Regions from separate parts of the Danio rerio genome. Here region 1 is linked to region 2. The links are chromatin contacts, called in public Hi-C maps. All regions are on one chromosome and are shown on one strand. The core of a region is the stretch at or near the end of the contact, and the rest is flanking DNA. Distances in the headings are between cores, read along the strand shown.

Region 1 (5,224 bases), core at 2,491-4,990, 200 kb after region 2:
TATATATCTTTACATATCTTCCATGATAAGGTCCTTATGGAGAGGTAATGTTTTGTAAATGTCTCTGAGAATGCTGTAATCATTCTGCCTATATTAATGCAAACAGCATATTGTATATTTATCGAAATTTAACATATGTGTAACTTAACATATGTTCCATAATAATGTCCTTATGAGGAGGTAATGTTTTGAAAATGTCTCTGAGAATTTTGGGAATATTCTCATGCTCTAAACATTAATTTCGTCCATTAATAAGCTAAGGAATCAGAATCTTTGGGCGTGTTCCTTTTATTTATTTATTTATTTATTTATTATTATTATTATTTTATTTATTCATTTATTTATTTATTGTATGTGATCATTCCTATGTTAATGCAAACAACATATTTACTTACAAATCTTCTATACCAAGTTCTTTATGAAGATCTAATGGTTTGCAGGTGTCTTTGAAAGTGTTGGGAGACTATATAATGCTCTAAACCCTGATTTAGTTAATTAATAATTTAAATAATCTGAATCCTTGTGCATCCTTATGGAGAGTTTTGCCTTTTTGTTTTATTTACTTTGTGATCATTCTGCCAATGTTAATGCAAACAGCATATTGAATTTTAAAATATAAAAAATATATATAAATTTAAAGTATATATACCTTCAAATATCTTCCATAATAATGTCCTTATGGAGAGGTGATGTTTTGCAAGTGTCTCTGAGAATGTTGGGAGACAATATAATGCTCTATACATTAATTTAGTTCCTTAATAATTTAATCTGGTAAGACTTTACAATAAGTTTGTATTAGCTAATGTTAGGTGATGCATTTACTAACATGAACAAACAATAAATAATGCATTGATTACAGTATTTGTTCATGTTAGTAAAGCATGAAATTGGATGTTAACAATCCATTAGTAAATGTGGAACTATGATTAAATGTTTTACAAGTATTGTTCATTATTAGTTCATGTTAGTACATACATTAATTAACACAACCTTAAAGTAAAGTATGACCTTTAATCTGAATTCTTGTGCATCATTATGGAGATTCTAGCCTTTTTGACTTTATGGAGATTTTTTTGTGATCATTTTGCAAATATAAATGTAAACAACATGCATTTTGGCATACAAAAGTAAAATTTTTATTCAAATGTTATTGTTTCACGAATTAACTTCCATTAATTGTTTTATAAATTGTTTAAAATGTCAGTATCTCAATACCGCCATTGAATTCCACTTGTATTTAAGCAAAAATGAGTATATTTTTAGTTAACAGGCTTTTATTTTGTTGCCAAAGCTTCAAAATTGCCATTTTTAAAAATGAAAGAACAATTTTCAGTACTTTGAGACAGTATATTATTTAGCTTAGCCTGTAGACCTAAAAAAATGTACAAACTGTAAATTTAAAAGCTTATTATCCATAAAATTTATGATTTTACCAACATGACTGATGCTGGTAAAGGAAAATGTGTCAATTAGCAATATACAGTGCATTTAAACATTAAAACATGATACTATTATTATGGTTTTATAGCAACATTTAGTCCCCTGCTCTAAAAAAACTGCACAATTGGTAAAATAAAACAAATAAATCACAATGCAGTTTTCTAAATTCTCTGTGTTTAATAATGCACAGACATGCTAGTTAACAAACTAGTACAATTACGATTATTTTCAGAGTCCTGTAAGCCTGAAAGCCAGAAATCCAGGTGGTTATTAGGCATTTGTGCAGGAATTCTCTTGACTGTGCCGTGTGTGCATGCGCAAGAGTGTGTATTGTGCAGAAAGTGTGTGAAGTTAACAGCACCTGGCCTCTCTTTAAAAAGCCTCCGGAGGCCTGTTAGCTGGTCCACTCATTTCAACGTGTCTGTCTGCGTCTCTGGAAGTGAAACACTGTCAGTCTCTCCACTGTCTGTATGGCACTTATCTCTGTCTCTTCACTCTTTCTGCTTACACTGCCCTTTTCTTACACTCTTACTGCGGATTATCTACACGCAGATAACACCAAGCGATATGCAGCTGTACATGAGTGATGCTACTAACAATTATTTTCCAGTAACAATGGCATTGATAAAAATAAGAATGTGACGTTAACTTGACAAAAACACATGCATTTGTTATAATAATAATAATAAAATTTAATAATAATAATAATATTATTATTATTATTATTTTTTTTTTTATCAATAGTAGTAGTAGTAGTAATTTATTTATTAAGGAATGTAGAATTGCTTATTTATTTGTTTATTTACTTTATAAGTAATTTAAACAATAATTATTAATAAATATAGTAAATAATACTACTACTAATAATAATAATAATACAAATTAGTAAATAAATAATGATAATTATATTGTTATTATGATTTTTTATTAAAAGTAGTGGTAATTTATTTATTAATAAAGGTATTTCTTATTTATTTGTTTATTTAATTAAAAAATCATTTAAACTAACAATACTTACTATTAAATATAGTAACATATTAACAATGATCATAATACTATCATTATTATTATTATTATTATTATATTATTGTTATTATTATTATTATTATTATTATTATTAATAATAAAAACTAAATAAATACTTATTATAATTGTTAGTAATATTATTTTTATATTAATAGTAGTAGTTGTAATTTATTTATCAATAGAAGTGTTATTGTTTATTTATTTTATAAGTAATTTAAATTAACATTAATTGTTATTAAATATAGAAATACATTAATTTAAAAAAAATAATAATAATAATTTTCCTAGTGACTGGAAGGGCATCCGCTGTGTCAAACATATGCTGGATAAGTTGGTGGTTCATTCTGCTGTGGTGACCCCTGATTGTACTGTACTTGGGACAATGACAACTTGCAATGCTTTTTATTTTATATTAAATATATATACACATTCAAAATATAAGGAAGTTTGTAATGTTTATAAATTTTCATAATAATTGTGCTTTTATTTTAACATTTCTAATTATATTTGTTTACACCAATGACTATATGATTACAAAAATGAATCCTTGAACATGCATGAATAAATGAAAAAAAAAAATATTTTAATACATATTTTTAATATAAAACAATTCTGTATTTAAATTCTTTTTTATTATTATTTATTATTATTAATAAATGTTTTATTATTTAATAATACATTTTATTATGTTTAAAATAAATTGTAATAATAATTATAATATTAATAGTTATAATGATATTAGACTAATATTATTAATAATAATAATAATTTAAAAATAATAATAATAATAACAATAATAATACTATATTTCAATTTGTTTAAACTATTGTATGATTACAAAAGCAAATCCATGAATATGTATAAATATATGGAAAACAGGTATTTAAAATTTTAATTCTGTATTTGAACATTTTAAAATGTTTAAAATAAATATAATAATAATAATAATAATAATAATAATAATAATAATAATAATAATAATAATAATAATAATAATATCATAAACCAACATGAACAATCAAAACGTGCTCTGGCTCAAGTTGACAGAAACACTTTTAAAGACACAAACAGATCTCCATTTCACACACATATACACACACACAGCCAGTGAAGAGTGCAGGTTAAAACAGGAGTCAGTAATGAGAAAGCGGGAGGGGTTTGACCTCAATCAGACGCGTGTGAGAGAGAAGTGATGATGAATGGAGGAGATGGGGGTGAGCCTGTAATCACCAGCTGGAGAGGGTGGATGATGGGGAGGGGAGGGGGTGCGTTTGTACGCTGGGGCCACAAAGAGCCGCGGGACACACTTCAGTCTGCTGAACTGAGCCTGGTGCAAACACACAGGCCCACGGGCTGCTTTCAGCTGCTGCCAACCAGGACTGAGACGCTCAGTTACACATACACACATACACAATAAAAAGAGCTGGTGTTAGAGATAGAAACTTCACGATGATAAAAAAAAAAAAGTTTAATAAAAATATTATCAAATAAATGTTCAAATGATTAAAATCTGTTAAAATTATAATTTTTTTGCCTATTTGGAAATGAGAATTTTAGTGTAAAAATGTATATAGCAACCAAAAAATAAACATGTAAACGTTATAAAAGTTAAATATAAATTAAAACACTTGTATTAAAATGCATAATAAAAATAAAAAATGCATTAAAATGCAAAAAGAAAATAATATTCCTTATTAATTTCATTAAAATTATTACTTTAGAAATTCTTTATTTATGGTCTAAAATAATTAAGTATAAAATTTGCTATAAAATTTATATTTAAGAAAACAACTAAAAATTTAACTAAAAACTTACAAATAATTACAAATACTTAAAAATAATTTAAAGTACTCTACAAATAGACGTCAACAACAATTTTTAAATCAACAATTTTGGAATTGTTATGTCTACTTTTAAGTATTTTATGAGTGTAAACATTGATGTTGCATCAAAAAAAAAAAAACATGAAAATGTTAACAAATTACATATAATTTCAAATATTAGATGGCAAATTGCAAAATATAATGTCAATTTTAATTATAAATATGTTAAAAAACACATCAAACCTAAACATTTGTTATTACTTTGCCTTTATTTAAGTTGTGTAAACATTTGCAAGACACCTAAATAATACAAAAAGGCACAACAAATAAATATAAATATAATAACTGCACGAATATAAACTGAAAACCCAAAACAAAACACACAAAAACAATAATAATAAATAAAATCACGAATGGATGTAATCAAAGAATAAAACATTAAATAAATAATACATAAATAAAACCAGTCATCTTTAACAATATTTAGTTTAACTAATAAGTAATTCAGATATTTATAAACATTCACGACAACCAAAACAAAAAAAAAACTGCTTAAAACTGTTATGAAAATCCTTGAAAATAAAGCTAACGATGCCCGAGGAATCTGCAATCCTGTTTCCACACACACTCTCATAGAGTGACACACTTGTGAGTGAATAAGTGAACACACACATACACACACTCCACAGCGCCTGCAGACTCTCCGTGAGCTCAGCCTGACCTCTCATGCTGCTCTTTTGGAGAGCTGTCAAACCCATCATTCACTGTACCGCCATACACACACACACACACACACACATACATACTGTACATACAGCCCTCGCAAAGTCACAAACAATCAAGCACACAGTCCCTCCGCACATATAAATGAAAAGAAAAACACATGCATTGGCTTTTAAAGCGAATAAGCAGTGCAAGTGTGGGGAAATCAAATA
Region 2 (5,514 bases), core at 2,919-5,418:
TATTATTTTATTGTTGTTATTATTGGTATTAATTTAACATTGTTATTATTATTATTATTATTATTATTATTATTGTTGTTGTTTTAAGTTAATATTATTATTATTATTATTAATTTAACATTGTAGTTATTGTTATTATTATTATTATTATTATTACTATTATTAATAATTACAATATTATTAATTTATTTTTGATTATTATTGTTATCAATTATTATTATTATTATTATTATTATTATTAAGAGTAATAATATTATTAGTATTATTGTTATTAATATTATTATCAGGTTTTTTGTGTGCAGAATATTAGGCCAGGTTTTATTCTGATAAATTACTAAGATACGGTACAAATATATATATATATATATATATATATATATATATATATATATATATATATATATATATATATATATATATATATATATATATATATATATATATATATATATATATATATATATATATATATATATATACATATACACACACACGCACAGGATAAACCATTAAATAAAAATAAATAACTTGCATAAATGACAAATATATCAATATAATTTTTGCATCATTCCCTTTAATCACGATCAATCTTATCTTATCTTATAAAAAAATCTTATCAATTCTTAATTTTACTTTTTTTTTCTATTTATAATGACTCGAAATAAAAATAAATTAGAATAAAACTAAATAGCTCTACTATAAAAAAAAAAGAAATAAACACACCAAAAATAACCTTGTTTCCCCAAACCATCATGAAAGCGTGTGCTTGTTTTGCCATCTCTCCCCCTCCCCGTCTCCAGCCGCTGGAAACTGACCATGGTCTCTCATATTTTTTTTTTTTGGCTAAAATATTTTCATCATGGGCCAGCAGCACCCCTTTCATGCTTTCTCCTGCAGAGTTCATATAGACATGCTTGGTTTAAACCACCTTATTAAAGAACAGACAAAAAATAAAAAAGGAGAAGGAGGGTGTGCATATGAAGGGGAAAAAAAAACGAGAATGCAAAAAGATGCCTGGGCCTGCAGTAAATCCTGACACTTCCACGCACACTTGAATTTGGTTTCAAACACTTGTCTTTTGGCACTATAATAGATGTCAGCTCCTCTGATGTTGCGCTAGCAGGAGGCTGAATAAGGTCTCACTCTTGTGTGCGTTTTGAAGCTAAAAGTCGACGCGACTCTTGTGTTGTGGCGTATCAAACAGAAAAGAGACACTGCATCACCTGCCGGGATCTTCAAATCACTTGTCCAACACATTTCCCCCTATTAGTGCTCCACTCCCACGCGGGTTTGAAGACGCAGACGGCTCTTTCTCGGCTTCTCTGTGTTCAGCTGATAGATCTGCTTTTATTACGCACGCAGCGACATGTCCATCTGAGACTACACAACGAATACACAAACCTGGCTTTGGTGTTTAGTCAGCTGCTGATTTAATGCTGTTTACATGCTGTAAGAAGCAGGGAAGATGGTCAAAATACAGTAGTAGATCTTTTTTGATGCATTTTTTTCTTTATTTTTAAGGGTGTCCTGAACAGATAGAAGAGTTTTAGATTAGAAGATATGTTGTATAAATAATAGAGATCGAGTCTATTATCTAGTCTAATCTATTATTTTGTATAAGATTTTCTACTATTACATTGCAATGATTGATTGAAGGGGTGTGCATGTTTTTTTATTTTTTTTTTGTTTTTTTAGATGATGCTTTAGGGTGATGAAGGTTTTGTTAAAGTTGTTAAAGGTGATGACAGTTGTGTTGTGAGCCTTTTTCAGTACTTCCAAATAATTTAATGTCTTCACCTCAAAGTATTTCAGTAGTAGTTGCAAGAGACAATCTGAAAACAATCTAATAAAAATAGGTTAAATGTAATAAAAATAACTTAAATAAACTTGAAAATTAAAGAATCATAAAAATGAATAAAATAGTTAATTATTCACAAAGAATAAAATAATGATATAATTATAATTCTATAAAAATAAAAGAAAATAAAGATGAAATCCAAATTAAGACATAAATTATTAAAGATACTTTAAAAATAAACAAATAAAACACAATAAATATCAGTAAATAAATACATATTAATAATACCTTTATTAACTAACCAATAGTCATGCTTATTATAATTAATATTCACTATGGCTAATAATTTTGTGTTTTATGCCCAGTTTTATATATATACATATATAACTTAATAAACTGTTAAATAAAAATTCTATTACTTTAATAAATATAATATAAAATTACAAATATATATAAATTTATAATAAAATAAAAAATGCATAGTTCTCTTAAAAATAATAATAATAAATAAGATTATTAATAAACTAATAGTCATGCTGATTTTATTTATTATTCATAATTACTAATAATGCATTGTTAATTAAATGCAACTAATAACAAAACTAAACTAAATTAATTCATAATAAATGAAAAAATTAATAAATAAAAAATATAATATAAAATAAAATAACTAAAATTAAATATTTCAAAAAAACTTCTAAAACTTAACAATAAAATCAATTCTAAAATTATTACAAATTATTATATTTGTAATTATTAAAATATATACAAATATATATATATATATATATATATATATATATATATATATATATATATATATATATATATATAAAAACTAATTATTTATGTATTTATATTATATATATTTATTTAATTTATATATAAATATAAATTAATAATTAAATACAAACTGCATTATTCCTTACAATTAAAATAAATCTAATAATAAATAATAAATAAGATTAATAATAAACTAATAGTCATGCTTATTATAATTATCATTTACAATTGCTAATAATTTATTGCAACTATTTTGCAAAAATTAACTCAACTAAATAATAATAAATATAAAAATGAATAATTAAACAATAAAAGAAATACATCTTAAATATTAAATCATATTAAAATACATTTAAAAATTAACTATAGAATCAATTATAAAATTATTCAAGTTCTAATAAAAAAATCAAGTACACAATAACCAAAAATATAAAAATAACCATGAAGATAATAAATGTAAACATTAACATGAAAATGTAAAATGTAATTAATAATTGGTAAAACACATGCTAAAATATATTTTAAAAAACGGAATTGTAAAATAAATGAATAAAAAATATTAAATAAATAAATATATTATAAAAAAATATATATAAATAGAAATGAATAATAAAATAAAAAATGCATAATTCACTATAATCAATTAAATCTAATAATAAATAACAAATAAGATTAATAATAAACTAACAGTCATATTTATTATAATGATTATTCACATAGCTAATATTTATTGTTAGTTAAGCGCAACTATCAGAAAAAAACGAAGTTAAATAACAATAAATCTAAAATTGATGTGTATGTATTTTTTGTGTATATGACTAAATATTTTAATTAATTTTTACATTAACATGTACATGTAAAACTTGAACTAAAATATTTAGTAAAATACATACTAAAATATAAATATATATAAACATATAACTGATATATATAAACATATAACTGAACTGTAAATTAAATAATAAATAAATAAATAAATAAATAAATAAATAAATAAATAAATAAATAAATAAATAAATATGGTAAAAATAAAAGTACACTGAAAAAAAATCATTGGATTTATTAAATGTTTTTGAGGTAAGTGGTTCTAAATAATGTATATTGGCTGAATGTAAGCAAACAAATGAAGTTGAACATTACTAAAGTTAATATGTTTGTTTATATTCAGCACATATGAATTGTTCGCAATATCCTTTTTCAGTGTAGTTAGCATATCTTCCTACGCATCCTACTGAACAAAATCTATTTATCCCTTAGATACACCATTGTCCTGTATACAGAAGCAGGACACAGGAGCGTATAAGTGTGTGTGTGTGTGTGTGTGTGTGTGTGTGTGTGTGTGTGTGTGTGTGTGTGTGTGTGTGTGTGTGTGTGTGTGTGTGTGTGTGTGTGTGTTTCTCCTAGAAGCACGTGGGCACTGGAGGTGTGTGTTTTGGGGGTGAGTGTAATCTGAGTAGATCATGTTTTCCAGACCTCAGATGAAGAAAAACAGCTCTGGCAGTCTGCCGTTTCATCTCCTGCACTGGGGTCCAAAACAAAGAGAAGATGATTGATTGGATGATGAATAATTTAGAGGCGAAGAGCAGCGGGACGAGCAGCACAAGCGCGAGTTTGCCCCGCTCCGACTCGCTCCTTAAAGATCGCATTACAACTAAAACTTGCCCCTGATTATACTAATGCACGTCACCGCTCATTTGACAAACTGATAGATGGAGAACGAAGGGAGTCCAAACAGAGCGGCTACTTTCATGTTTCATAGCACTTGTGGAAACATGTCCATATACAGTTGAAGAATTATTAGCCCTCCTATATATTTTCTCCAATTTCTGTTCAACAGAGAGAAGATTTTCTTTAACACATTAGTTTTATTTACTCAATCATAATAACTTTTATCTTTGCATGATGAAGGTGCATAATATTTTACAAGACGTTTTTCGAGACACTTTATACAGCTTAAAGTGACATTTAAAGGCTTAACTAGGTTAACTAGGCAAGTTTGGGAAATTAGGCAAGTCATTGTAAAATGACGGCTTATTCTATAGACAATTAAATACTATATATTGCTCTAAGGGGCTAATAATTTTGACCTTAAAATGTTTTTTAAAAAATTAAGAACTGCTTTTATTCTAGCCGAAATAAAACAAATAAGACTTTCTCCAAAAGAAGAAAAATACTAAAGAACTAAAGAAATACTGTGAAAAATTCCTTGCTCTGTTAAACATCATTTGGGAAATATTTGAGAAAAGGAGGGCTAATAATTTTGACTAAAACTGTATGGGTGAAATAATCTTCTGTCCTCGGTTAGAAAAACTAATTTATTTTATAGTTATTTTGTATTTATTTTTTTTTGTATGTATTTAGAAAGAAAGTAATGTGCTTATATTGACCTGTAGAAGTTTATTTACATTTACAGTAATGTGTCTGGCACATGTTTTCATTTGAGGAGCAGGGCCAGAGCAAGGTGAACATGGCGCTCAAGGCAAACGACCATCACAGCGCCCTCAACCCAAAAGAGAAAATGGAAGTGACCAGTTGGCAAAGTGAATTGCGCTTGGGGGAGTCGGGAAGGGTGGCGTTATTTGTGGACGAAAGTACGGAAGGTTTGCGAAGTGAATTGGACTTAGGGGAGTCGGGGAGGGTGGCGTTATTCGTGGACGAAAGTACGGAAGGTTTCGCGAAGTAAATTGCGCTTGGGGGAGTCGGGGAGGGTGGCGTTATGCGTGGACGAAAGTATGGAAGGTTCGCGAAGTGAATTGCGTGGGGCGAGGTGGATGGGGTGTTGTGGACGCCGCCCTCACTACCATTTCTTAATGGATGTTCTGGCCCTCCTGAGAAGAATTACAGGTATAATTTATTTTAAAATGTAATCAGTTATTATGTATTTTATATGTTTGTGGGTTGATCCGAGTAAAATAAAATAAGATAAAATAAAT

Evidence for each region. A called contact is a pair of places that touch in the nucleus more often than the background predicts.
Region 1: a Hi-C map of hematopoietic stem cells shows a contact between it and region 2, with 2.0 times the contacts expected there. The contact joins two enhancer-like sites. A contact is called at or near these places in 3 of 18 Hi-C or Micro-C datasets (caudal fin, hematopoietic stem cells and an unstated tissue).

Annotation. Positions count from the first base shown.
Region 1 is chr4:6,964,516-6,969,739 of GRCz12tu, forward strand. All of the region lies in intron 4 of foxp2 (forkhead box P2), which reads right to left. Among named protein-coding and RNA genes, the nearest start is that of si:ch211-262n1.5, 12 kb to the right of the region's middle. Within about 2 kb of position 3,741, at least 23 of the 62 cell types and tissues checked have an H3K27ac peak or open chromatin away from gene starts, as enhancers often do.
Region 2 is chr4:6,762,298-6,767,811 of GRCz12tu, forward strand. It overlaps a transcript of mdfic not described here. Among named protein-coding and RNA genes, the nearest start is that of mdfic, 81 kb to the right of the region's middle. Within about 2 kb of position 4,169, at least 9 of the 62 cell types and tissues checked have an H3K27ac peak or open chromatin away from gene starts, as enhancers often do.